3 separate regions of the Mus musculus genome follow, and all the other regions are linked to region 1. The links are chromatin contacts, called in public promoter capture Hi-C maps. All regions are on one chromosome and are shown on one strand. Each heading gives the region's core, a stretch centred on a gene start, on an enhancer-like site or on the middle of the called end of the contact. The rest is flanking DNA. Distances are from core to core; before and after follow the strand shown. Region 1 holds the start of Bco1 (beta-carotene oxygenase 1). Region 2 overlaps Cmip (c-Maf inducing protein). Region 3 holds the start of 4930563M20Rik (RIKEN cDNA 4930563M20 gene).

Region 1 (4,171 bases), core at 1,158-3,657:
GTCCTGGATTCTATGAGAAAGCAGGTTGAGCAAGCCATGGGGAGCAAGTCAGTAAGCAGCACCCCTCCATGGCCTCTGCATCAGCTCCTGCCTCCAGGTTCCTGCCCTATTTGAGTTCCTGTCCTGACTGCCTTTGATAACGAACATGGAACATATCTTTATCAAAACAAACTCTTCCCACCTCAATTTGCTTTTTGGTCATGGTGTTTTATCATAACGATTGAACCCTAACTAAGACATGCCCCCTACACTATTTGTTAGTCATAATTGCCTCTGCCCCCTTAGTTACATGTGACATTATTTACTCTTCTGCTAGCTCAGTGCTATTAGCAAAACTGCTATGGGGGGGGGGAGTAGTGTAAGTTTTTTTTCTTCTGAGCTCTTAGTGTATCCCAGATATACAAGGATGCAGCTTTTCATGGTTTGTAATAAATAATTCTGGCATGGATACATGTGTTTGGACATGACAGCAGCATGAAGTAGCAGGTAGGTTATCATGGGACTTACTGGAAATATGGAATAGAGAAAAAAATTCCTCCTTAGAAGAGAGAGAAAAGATAATGGATCTTGGGATTCTGATAGCCTTACACCCTGCTTCATAGCTATGAAAAAAAGAGACTCAGAGAGAGTAACGTGGCCCAGGCCTACAGGAACTGCAGCCCCATTTCATTCAAACTCACCGTCTCTTCCCTGGCTATGGGCTCCTCAGCTCCAGCTGTGCACAGTAGAGACATTCCTCAAACACGGGCCTCTGATTCCACTGAGCTTCTGAGTCAGTGGATCTGGAGCCCAGCCCAGTGACAGCACTTTGCAAACTCTCACCAGGTGATGACAACATGCAGCCAGGGGAGGAAGCACAGCCTGTTCTAGAACGTTCTAAAACCCTGAACGACTCTCTGCTCAGCTCTCACCCTCCTACCTCCACAGTTGGGCTATGTGAAGGCAAGCCCTGTGGCTCTCTCCCTCTCTCCTCAAACTCTGTCTGTCTGTCTGTCTGTCTGTCTGTCTCTCTCTCTCTCTCTCTCTCTCTCTCTCTCTCGTGTGTGTGTGTGTGTGTGTGTGTGTGTGTGTGTGTGTGTGTGTGTGTGTGTGTGTGAGCTTGTCTATAGGCCAGAGGACAACTTTGGCAGTTGCCTTTTCTGGTACCATCCATCTTATCTATTTATTTTTGAACTCACCAAGGGGCTAAGCTGGTTGGCCATCAGCTAAGGAGCTGCCTGCCTCAACCTCCTGAGTACTGGGATTGTATACATGCAGCAGGCAGCAGGCAGCAGGCAGCAGGCAGCAGGCAGCAGGCAGCAGGCAGCAGGCAGCAGACAGCAGACAGCAGACAGCAGACAGCAGGCAGTACCAGCACCAGGCTTGGCTTGGCTCCCCCACCCTTTTTTTTAACCCTGAGTCCTGAGAGTTGATCTCAGGGTCTTTCTTTGGCAAGTAGAATACTCTACTGACTGATCCCTGTCTCCAATCCCAAAGCATCTTTAGTTTTATAATTTCTTTAATTACATAAGACAGGGAGATCATACATATTCACGAGGTGTCCTGTGGTGTTTTGATTCCTGTATATGTGGTGGAGTGTGGAAGCCTTCTGCTGCTCTCCTGGCTGAGGGCGTCACTTCGAGCAGCAGGAACCGAGAATCCCCCAATTCCCACCCTATGCTCTCAAAAATGCAGTGTGGATTTTAGTCTTTGGGTCCTCCCTCTTATCAGTCTGAGTTGAACTGAAGGGTTCCCGATGGACTGGCTATGCAGAAGGCCTCAGGGATCCTCCTGTCTCTGCCTCCCAGCTCTGGAATTCATTCGGGTGCTCTGGGCAGAATTCAAAGCCTCGCTTGTGCACAGGCCCTGACGTTGTTTTGTGTTTTAATTGTTCTTTGGTTCCCGAAAAAGCCAAGTCTTTGTCTTCCCCATCTTTGCTTTTTAAATGGGCACATGACACATCTTTGAGCCCTCCTTCCAAAAAGAAAACCAATCAAGTGTCCGTTGATAGGATTTTTTTTAAGAGTGGGAACGAACCAAGCCCCAGGTTAAAATCAAAGCCTTCTCTCTCTGTTTGCAGAAGGCAAAGATGTCACCAGCCCACAACTTGCAATAGTGCGGTCAATGTCTTTGATGGTCCCCTCGCTTGAAGAGCCTTTGCTGATCCCAAATGCTGTTCTCTCTGCTCTAACCATAAATGCATCCAGTTCTCAGGATGGGCTAGCTCGGGCAAACTCAGCAGAACGCGCCAAATCATCTCTTCCGACTCAGAGCGGAGCCTTCCTTGGCTAAGCTAAAAGTGAAATCAGAGCGGAGGAGTTGGAAAAACACTAATGGGATTAAAGATTAGCAGTAACACATGGCTTGGGAACTGACCTTTGACCTAACACACACACACTGTATAAATTACCCAGCAGCTTCCGGCAGCAGGCAGAAGCACCGGTCAGCTTGGGGAAGGGACACAGAGGAAGAGACGGAGTGTACAGGGACCAAGGATGATGTCAAGGAGCAAAGAGCAGGAAGACAGGAGGCTTTGAGCACACACGGCTTTGTCTATTCCAGTAACAACCCCCTTGCTGCCGCTCACCGGTTCCATGGAGATAATATTTGGCCAGAATAAGAAAGAACAGCTGGAGCCAGTTCAGGCCAAAGTGACAGGTGAGACTTCTGTATTTAGATGGGCATTTTCCTCACCCCCTCCCCCTCCCTTTATCCCTCACCCCCACTCCCACCTCCACCTCCCCTGCCCCATGTTAGAAGTTGCTTTTGGAAGCCTGGAAACCCATATATGGCAACAGGATGAGCCAGTATCCAGAAACAGTCTCTGTAACCAATAGGGTATGTTTCTACACGGTAACTCGGTGTCCACGGGGAGAGCAATCCTTTCTCACTGTCTCCAGAGGAGTGTTGGGAATGCTCCGATAGCCACGGTGCAAGTGGGGGAGACCAGAGGACAACTTGTAGGAGCTGCTTCTCGCCATCATGTCGGTCCCAGGGATGGAACCCAGGTTGTCAGGCTTGGCTGCAAGCCTCTTTCAGGCACTTATGATTACAGTGGGTAGTGGGAACTGAACTCAGGCCCTCAGGAACTGGAAGCAGTGTGTGCTCTTAGGCACTGCACCATCTTTCCAAACCCTCTCTCTTTAAGTTTTCGTAAGACAAGATAGATGTCTCTCAGTCAGGGTTACCATCGCTGTGACAAAACACCCTGAACAAAGCAACTTGGGGGAGGAAAGGGCTTGGCTTCCACTCTCTGCATCCCTGTTCATCATCTAAGAAGTCAGGACAGGAACTCAGGGCAGGAACCTGGAAGCAGGGGCTGATGCAGAGGCCATGGGGGGTGCTTACCAGCTTGCTCCCCGTGGCTCTCTCTTCATAGATAGTTGATGGAGAGCGCTCCTGAAAGTGATCCTTCAAACTCAAACACGCTAAGGCTCAGGTGCCACCCTCAAGTCCACATTCACCTCATTACTTGAAGCAAGACCTCTCACCAACCTGGAACTTACCAGTTAGACTGACTAACAAGTCCCAGGAATCCTCCTGCCTCTGCCTCCCCAGCACTGGGATAACAAGCCCATGTTATCTCTCATGGCTGACCTTTTGTCACATGGGTTTGGAAGGCCAGCTCAGGACCTCCTGCTTGTGTGGTAAGCACTTTATCCACCGAACCATCTCCCCAGCCTCTAGAATATTCTCTCATGTGGTGAAGCAAACGTTCTCCCTCAAGACTCTGCCTGTCACCTCCAGAAAGCCACTGCTTCCCAGCTCTTAGCCAGGCAAGGCACTTCTGTTCTGCACAGCTCAGGGCTGCAGCGCTGCTTCTGGCAAAATGTATTTGGAGAGCCTATTTGTCCATCTCTTAATGGACAGCGGGCGACTTCAGAGTAGGGACAGCGTCTGTCCTCCTTGGTCCTCTTCAGTGCTAGCAAACTGCCTGCCCTATTATACCTTTTCTAGATAGGACCGTGGAATACACGGACAGATAATGAATAGTATATTCCGTGCACTTAGTTCCTTTTTTATGACCCTCCCACATTCCATCCCCCCACCCCCACCCCTTTCTTTCCGAGACTTTTCAGTCTGGCCATGGAATCTGGCAACTAAACAGTTTATCCTTCCACAGGCAGCATTCCAGCATGGCTGCAGGGGACCCTGCTCCGAAACGGGCCCGGGATGCACACAGTGGGAGAGA
Region 2 (4,171 bases), core at 538-3,037, 310 kb after region 1:
CTCTCCAGTGTTGGACTCATAGGCACATAGCACCACGCTTAGCTTTCCTATGTGGTGCGGATCTGAGCTTAGGTCTTCATGCTTGCCCTGCAGGCATTTTCCTGGCTGAGCCATGGTCTCTGGTACCCAGATGAGTATTGGGTTGCAGCAAGTGCCACCACAGCCAGCCATGTTTGCAGAGTTTACATGGGGGGGGGGGGGCGGCAGTGCCACGTTTGCCGCATATATTAACAGTGGCTATTTCTGGATTATAGGATTTTTGAGGTTTTTTTTCTTCCTTCCTTCCTTCCCTTCCCCTTCCTTCCTTCCTTCCTTCCTTCCTTCCTTCCTTTCTTTCTTTCTTTCTTTCTTTCTTTCTTTCTTTCTTTCTTTCTTTCTCTCTTCTCTCTCCTCTTTGTGCTTTTCAGTATGGTTTCAATTTTCTTTAAAATGAGTGCCTATCATCTTTAGAGGAATAAGTAATTCTTCCAAACATAATAGCTTGCAGCTGGCCACCAAAATGGTTCCACGTTGAGAGCTTCCACCGAGCACAAGGGGAATCTGCTGTGGGGTTGCCCTGAGGATGCATTGTCCTGGTGATCGGGGTGAAATTAAAATAAATAAATAAACAAATAATGATCTTTTGACAAGGGCGTGGTTCTCTAGTACACATTGAAATCTGTGAGACCGGAGACCGGAGCTCAGCGGGCAGAGGTGGGAGGTCAGTCACCAGCAGCCAAAAACGCACGAGTGATGGGTTCAAAGTAGCCTATTTGGATCAGGGTGTATTTTGTCATTGAAGTAAGAGAGCTAGGGACACACTCCTGAGCGCCCTCTTCGTCAGCGCAGCCGATTTAATGGTCACAGGAGTGCTCTGCCCCAGTGGAACTTGCCATGCCTCTTCTGTCTTCAGAATGTACAAACCTATACCCGATTCGGTTCTCTTCCACCCTCTGTGCTGTAGCCGGTGCCAGCCTCAGTGGGTCAAGGAGTGCTGTGGAAAACGGAGGCTCTAGCACGGAGCCATGAGGTCAAGAGAGAAGGGGGTGGGGGGCGTGGGGCTGGTAGGCCAATGAAGGAACTCGAGGGAAGAAAGGGATGAGAGGGAAGAATTTAAAAACACCACGGGGAGGTGGGTGTGCTGGAGCTCGCCTGTAATCCCAGCACTTGGGAGGTTGGAGGCACATGGATGGCACAGCAAGTTCCACACCACCCTGGGTTGCTTGACACCGTACTGCAACAAGACAGAAAGATGGCTTATAGATACAAGTTTTATGCATACGATGCAGGTAGCACCAGGAAAGCAGAGTGCATGATAAGAGACGGGTGTGCTTTTTGTGTCCAAAGAGACAAATTACATGTCAGAGTTTCTGAGACTGGGACGAATTTCTCTGCCTAGAGATGTGGGACATAGAGCCCTAAAGGTGAAAAGGTTTCTTAATGGAGTCATTCTTACCCTGGTTCCATCCCCATCCGCTTGGGCTAGGATATGCCCTCCAGATACTTCCTTTTGAGCCCGGGTCATAAAACCATTGTATAATTCTTAATTCAGAAATGTCCCAGGAAGACCCCAGTGACCTTCAGGTTGAGCCTGGGTTATCAGTGAGGGCCGCTCCCTTTCTCTTTCCCCCTCTCCTCCTTCAGTGTTTGACTCAGAGTTTGTGGCATGTCACCTCCGCTAGCTATTGGCATGGGATGTCCTGACTCTTAAGATCCGTTTAAGCGATGAAGTTTATTCTGTTGAGAGTCCCAGCAAGCCGGGGCAGCATGGGGCCAGGCAGGCAGCCACAGAGACAGAGACGGGAGGGGAGTGCTTGGCTTGGACCTCCGCCCTCCATGGACTCTGTTTCCATGATGTCAGAGAGGCGGAACTAAGAAGAGTGCCTCAAATCCAGGAGGCCACAGCCCTGCCCTCCATTCGGGTTTGGAGGCAACACTGAGCGAGGTGAGCATGCCTCTGTTTTCCTTGCCTGGTTTCCTCCTGGGCTCGCTCCCCACCTGGCTGCAGCTGAATTCTGGCCTTCATCCTCACCATCCAGCTCTTTGTCTGAATGGCATTTGCCAAGAGACCTCATAGGATCCACCTAGGCAGAAGACACTCGGCTCACAGAAAGCCTTCTGTGGGCCGGGAACATTCCTGTTCTTACTGTGTTTGGCGACTTGGGGACTGAGTTTGGCGGAGGACCCCACGTTAAAAAAAAAAAACAAAAAAAACAAAAAAACAGTTTTCTAATTCCTTTTTATGTGTCATTGGGAACAGGGCGGGAAACTGCCGTTCCGTTCCGGCAGGGTGGTGTTCGTTCGGAGCCTGCCTGTCTGCAGACGCACCCTTGACCTTGGATGGAGTCTGTTCCTTTCTTGATGTATCCATTTCCTTTTGGGGAAAGCTCAGGCCAGGTTGACAACTTCCCAGGCCCTTTTCACCCCAGCCAGAGACATCCTTTGGTCATCTCGAGTGGTTTGCTAAGTCAGTGATGGATTACCACCTCTGTCCTCCTCCCCTCTCTCTCTCTCTCCACCCAGAAAAAGATTTACAAATACAAGAAAGTCCTGAGTAACCCAAGCCGCTGGGAGGTTGTCTTGAAGGAGATACGGACGCTGGTGGACATGGCCCTCACGTCGCCTCTGCAGGATGATTCTATCAACCAGGCTCCGCTGGAAATCGTCTCAAAACTGCTCTCAGAGGTAAGATGCATGCCCCCCACCCCCAGCCGGCCGAGCCCCCCACCCACCCCCATCCTCTAGGTTGTCTGTTTTTACTTCCATCTTGTATTCAGCCCCATCTGGGTGAGCAGGAGAGATCTACCTACCCGTGGTGTGCCATCCTGCAGTGGTTACTAAGGAAGCCAGTGTTTCTCACCAAGCTTGCTGGTTCTAGTTGGCCTCTAAACTTGTCTGGAGGCTTAGGGGACTGTCACTTTTGCTAAGCCCTAGGTTAAACGCACATCTTGGATAGTGGCTCTGACAGCAGCCGCTGCAACTCCCAGGGTCAAGTGCCAACTCTGTAGACCTCTAAAGACCCAAAGCAGTGGGTTTCATCCTTCCTGATACTTGGACCCTTTAATACAGCCCCCCATGTTATGGTGACAACCCCCCCCCACTGCCCCTCACAGCCATTCAGTTATTTTCGTTGCTATTTCTTAACTGTAGTTTCACTGTTCTGAATCGCAATGTAAATATCTGTTTTCCAGTGGTCTCTGGTGACCCCTGTGAGAGGTCTATTTGGTGACCCCCCCCTCCTCTAGGGGGCCAAGCCCCACAGGTTGAGAACCACTGCCCTAGATGAACCCTTCCATTCTGCTCTGTCTAGCTGGGGCAGCATCTCGTCCTGGTTTTGTTAAGTCCTTGTCAGCTTTCTGTCCCACGCACCCTCCGCCATACGCATCGTTTGCCTTGCTGGAGGTTTTTAAAAAAAAAAAAAAAAAAAAAAAAAAAAGTACTTCGTGCGCGTGATGCAGGTGGCGGCAGGAAATTGTCACACGTATATGAAACTGTCAAACAATAGAACAAGGCAAAAAGGTTTAAAAAAAAAAAAAGAAAAAAGGAAAAAAAAGTAATTGGACTTCAGCACAATGGCCGTTTCCAGGTTCTCTTTAAAGATGGAAAAAATCTGGCTACGTTGGGGCAGCTACTGTTACTTAGCATCCTGTCCGGGGAAAGGCCGGCACCGTCCACTTGGCCAGGCAGCCTTGTGCTAGAGTGTGTGCCGGTTGCTAATGGTTATGGGTGGGATAGTAACACTGATCCCTGACTTCCTGTAGCCCATGTTCCATCAGGGGCTACAGCAGGAACGGAGAGGAATTGAGTCAGCCGCAGTGAGTTGGGGGGGAGGGGGGATAGTCCCAAACCTCACTGTCACCCCCTGGGATCTGTGCGCTGCCCTCTGCACGGTGTCTTGCACCCTAAATAGCCACACTGATCTCGTTTATGTGCCTGGCTGGCCCCTGGGGATGCCAGCGTTGCTGGCTCCCTATTTAAAATAGTCAGTCACCACCCTAGTGATGTCTCCATTCCCCCTCTCTGGAGAGTTCCATCCCGTGTCCCAGTGCACTCCTGTGCAAGCTCCTGCATGCTCCTGTCATCCCTTCAATGCTGTCCGAGGCTGGCCACCATCTTGTGGCCCCGAGACTCAGGTCCTCTTTGATGTAGAGTGCTGGGAGTCCTTCCCCTGGAAGAGCTGGCTAGCAGACAG
Region 3 (4,171 bases), core at 827-3,326, 290 kb before region 1:
GGGAGGGGAAGGGGGAGAGGGGGAGGAGAGGGAGAGGGGGAGGGGAGGGGGAGAGAGGGAGGGGGAGGGGGAGAGAGGGAGGGGGAGGGGAGAGGGGGAGAGGGAGAGGGAGGAGACTGACAGACTGACCAACCTCTAAAAAGATCTGGGTAAAACCTATCTATGGGGCAACTTTCTCTCAAGATCTCAACCCTAAGTAGAGTGCTTGGCCTCGGGTACCATGTCTTGTGAATTTAAGTATGTTTTCTGATATGCTTGAGCTCCATCCATTCATTCCCTCTCTCTACATAGCCCAGTTTCTCACGTGTTTCATTTACAGGCATGAGTCATCTATACGTCCTTTATTGTGGTGGTACTGTGACAAACCTTCATGCTTATTCCAGTTTCATTCTGAAATAACATGCTGACCAAAAACAACTTGGGTAAGGAAAGGGTTAATGTGGCTTACCCTTTCAGGTCACAGTTCATTTCTGAGGGAAGTCAGAGCAGAAACCTGGAGGCGGGAACCATAAAGCCAAAGTGCTTGTTAGATCACTTCCTGGCTTGCTCACTCTCTTGTGCCTCCCTGGCATCCTTACTCAGCCCAGGTCTACATGTCTAGGAAATGGTACCATCTACAGTGGACTGGGTCCTTTGGACAATCACCTATATTAGTCAGGGTTCTCTAAAATCATAGAACTTATAGAATGTCTCTATATATTAGGGAACTTATTATTATGACTTACAGTCTGCATTCTAACTAACCCAACAATGGGCAGCTGTGAACAGGAATTCCAAGAATCTAGTAGTTGCTCAGTCCCGCGAGGCTGGGTGTTTCAGCTGGTCTTCTGTATAAGCTGGAATCCTGAAGAAGCAGGTTCCAACAGATGTGCTGGCAAGTAAGTGCAAGCAGACGAAGAAGAGTGAGCCTTCCATCTTCCACTGTCCTTATGTAGGTCTCCAACAGAAGGTGTGGCCCAGATTAAAAGTATGTATCACCACACCTGGATTTGGAACTTTCTCTATCTCAGGCTAGCCCTGAACTCAGAGATCTGCTCGGCTAAGTCTCCTGAGATAAAAGTGTGTACTACCTTGCCTGGGCCTAAGCATTTCACGGCCACTATGCCTCAAGATCTGGATCAAAACCATGTCAATGTCCAGCTCAGAAGTCTGTCTTTCAGTCTCAAGATCTGCATCACAGGTGTGCCCTCCATTTCCAGACTGTAGTGCATTCCAGATATAGTCAAGTTGACAACCAGGAATAACCATCACATTACCCTTCCCCAGAAATACCCACAGTCCAATTTGATCTAGGAAATTCCTAAACCAAGGCTTCCCCGCCAGTTGGCATCTAGGCTGGGTCGTGTTGCCAATGTATACTAACTAGGGCACATAAGTGTGTGCGCTTCCTAGAGTCCACTGCTAAACATTTATGAGCACTTCACTGTCTAAAATATTTTTTGGGTTACCAAAAATAAGCATGATTTGCAAATGTAGCTACAGCTGAAGAAACCAAGCGGCTCCGGGGAAGGGGTCACTAGAGCGAAAATGAGAAGGTCGACAGAAAAGGTCCCTTTTTCTAAGTGGGGCAAAAAGGAAGTAAGCCCATCTGTTCTCTGTCGGCGCCTGGTGTGGTCGGAACCCGTGGGAGGCTGCGTCCTCATCTGGAAGGCACCACCACACAGAGACAGCAAGGAATCCGAGAATAAAACGTTCAAAGGACCATCTCTACAGTTAGCTTTCCTGGTGATTTTAAATTGCCTAGATCCCCAGAGGCCACACAGAAAGCAATGAGGTCCTATGATGCCTACCTGCCTGAACCTCCTGCGGGTCACCCAAGGCTTTGAGCTTCGTCCCCTACACTGTGGGTAAACGTGGTGAGACAGACTTCCCGTGAATGGAAAACACTGCTTGTTCATTTCTAATGCGATTATATGATCATTTCATATAATTTTAAGTTTTAAGAAGAGATAGTCTTAAAAGGGGGAAAGTCCAGGGAGTATTAGGAAACTTGGGTGCTTCATCAAGTCCAGGTTTTAAAACCAAACTTAAAAATAAAAGCGTGCGCGCCCGAGCGCCGGGTCTTACGTATGCTCATACATACGTGTGTACGTACGTACGTACGTGCGTGCGTGCGTGCGTGCGTGCGAGCATGCCTGTGTGCCTGCGCACGCATGCGTGTATGAGTGCGTGTCTGTGCGCATGCCTGCCTACGTGCTTGCGGATGTTCGTGCATGTGTGCGTGCGTGCTTAAGTACCAATATGCCTGCGTGCACGTGCCTATGATGGCTGGAGAGCAACTTTGGCTCAAGTGTCATCCATCGACTTCTTTGGAGCAAGGTCTCTCGCTGGCCTGAAGCTTGCTGGTTAGGCTAGGCTAAGCTAGCTGGCAGCAATCCCTGGAAATCCTCCTGTCTTCGCGTCCCCAAAGCTGGGATTATTAGCTCAAGCCTACATGCATGCCACTTAAATTCAGCCATCTGCCTCACACCCCCCAAATGCGTTTTTACATGCCGCCTGTGTTTTACTTTGAGTGCATTTGGGTCTCATTCCTTAAACATATTTCTACGGCTTTATTTCTTAAGTGTGTGCCCTTTATCATTCTTTTTGGGAAAGAGGACAGAAATCATCTGGATATTATTCGCTGAAAGACAACCTGGCTTTTTGTTTGATTCTGGCCTTTATTATGAAAGCCTCTGAGAGACAGATGATCTTTGAGCTTCATTTCCTTCCTTACGATGGAAACTTTCTTGTGGAACCTCTCCAATGCATTACCTAGGAACGGTCTCCTTGGGCTGCAAGTCAAGATGCCAGGAATAATGTTTCCCTGTTACTGAGGAAGGACCTGCCCTGCCCCACTCACAGTTTAAGGGGACATGGTCCTTCACAGGGAAGGAAGGCAGTGAGTGGCTCTGTGGTGGCAGCAATGTACAGCAGCTAGTCAAATCAGGGGCAGAGAAAGGGGTGGCCAGAGCCAAGCCAGTTTTCACCTTTCTCCTTTATATTGAATCAGGGACGCGATCCACTACATTCTAGGTGGGCTTAAAGTGCCTTGGAATCGCCTTTATAGATCCACACTAATGGCCTAGGTATAATCTTAATCTAATCAAGTTAACACTCAAAATTAAACAACGTGGGGTCTAGGGACATGGTTCAGCAGTTGAAAGTACTTACTAACCTTGCAGAGGACCAAGGTTCCAGTCCCAGCACCCACATGGTGGCTCACAACCACTCATAACTCCAGGGGTCCTGACACCCTCTTCCGGACTCTTAAGCACCAGATATAAATATGGTGAACATACATGTATGTAGGTAAAACACCTATACACATAAGGTAAAAAATAGATTTTTAATTGAGCACCATAGAAGGAGGTTATCAAGTTTACACACTACTATAAACTGCCCCAGCCTCAGCAGGAAAGTGACTCTCCATCTAGCGAAGCGAGTGTCTACAGTTCCTGCTCAGAGAGGCAGGGTATGGAGGGAAGAATGTTCCAGAACTTTCAGAGACTGTTATCTATTGATCTTCCAGTAATTGAACCAGATTAACCTTAGGTCTAGGTTTACAGATGATTTCTTTCAACATTGAGCTTCACAGAGGTTAACTTCTAGATGGATAGCAATCCCACTCCACTGGTTTAAATGAGCAATGTCCCCATAGGCTCACATTGGTGAGACTCTCTGGGGAAGTTGTAGAACCCTTTTGAGGTGGAGCCTTGCTGGAGAAGGTAAGTCAGTGGGGTAGGGTATGAGAGTTTGTAGCCTCACCCACTTCCTGATTTCCCTCTCTGCTTCCTGTTTGTGGTTGAAGATGTGATTTCTCAGCTTCCTGCTCCAGGAAACCAGTAAGCACCAACCCCCTCCATCCCCTCTGCATCAGTTCCTGCCTTTAGGTTCCTGCTCTGTTTGAGTTCCTATTCTGACTTCCCTGATGATGAACAGTAACGAGGAAGAGTAAGCCAAATAAACCCTTTGCTTCCCAAGTTGTTTTTGGTCATGGTGTTTATCACAGCAATAGAAACCCTAACTAGGACATCCTCTAAGTTCCTTTTATCATGGTGTTTTATTGCAGCAACAGAAAGCCACTAACACTTTCCCTAAGGATGTATCTGTTACTTCAAACACCATGAGATAGGGTACTGTGTTGCCCAGATCCTGGTCTCAAGCTTGTTATATAGTCAAAGATAGCCTT

The links. Promoter capture Hi-C pulls out the DNA fragments that hold promoters and counts their contacts.
Region 2: a contact with region 1 is called in a promoter capture Hi-C map of liver. The contact joins the enhancer-like site here to the promoter of Bco1 in region 1. A contact is called at or near these places in 11 of 39 promoter capture datasets (the 3T3-L1 cell line, the C10 cell line, embryonic stem cells and 5 more), 1 of 15 datasets of contacts at CTCF or cohesin (large pre-B cells), 1 of 484 Hi-C or Micro-C datasets (bone marrow-derived macrophages) and 2 of 9 other capture datasets (liver and pancreatic islet).
Region 3: a promoter capture Hi-C map of stem cell-derived epiblast-like cells shows a contact between it and region 1, with 2.4 times the contacts expected there. The contact joins the promoter of 4930563M20Rik here to the promoter of Bco1 in region 1. A contact is called at or near these places in 3 of 39 promoter capture datasets (embryonic stem cells, liver and stem cell-derived epiblast-like cells).

The regions. Positions count from the first base shown.
Region 1 is chr8:117,093,458-117,097,628 of GRCm38.p6, forward strand. It overlaps Bco1 (beta-carotene oxygenase 1), which reads left to right and starts at 2,408. Exons shown (of 11, transcript NM_021486.3): 1 at 2,408-2,637; 2 at 4,103-4,171. The coding sequence starts at 2,574.
Region 2 is chr8:117,408,759-117,412,929 of GRCm38.p6, forward strand. It overlaps Cmip (c-Maf inducing protein), which reads left to right. Exons shown (of 21, transcript NM_001163262.1): 4 at 2,503-2,664. Among named protein-coding and RNA genes, the nearest start is that of Gm39260, 12 kb to the right of the region's middle. Within about 2 kb of position 1,788, at least 33 of the 459 cell types and tissues checked have an H3K27ac peak or open chromatin away from gene starts, as enhancers often do. A contact at or near this core is called in embryonic stem cells and liver, where this site is marked.
Region 3 is chr8:116,799,336-116,803,506 of GRCm38.p6, forward strand. 4930563M20Rik (RIKEN cDNA 4930563M20 gene) reads right to left here and starts at 2,077. Exons shown (of 4, transcript NR_046193.1): 1 at 1,791-2,077; 2 at 726-871.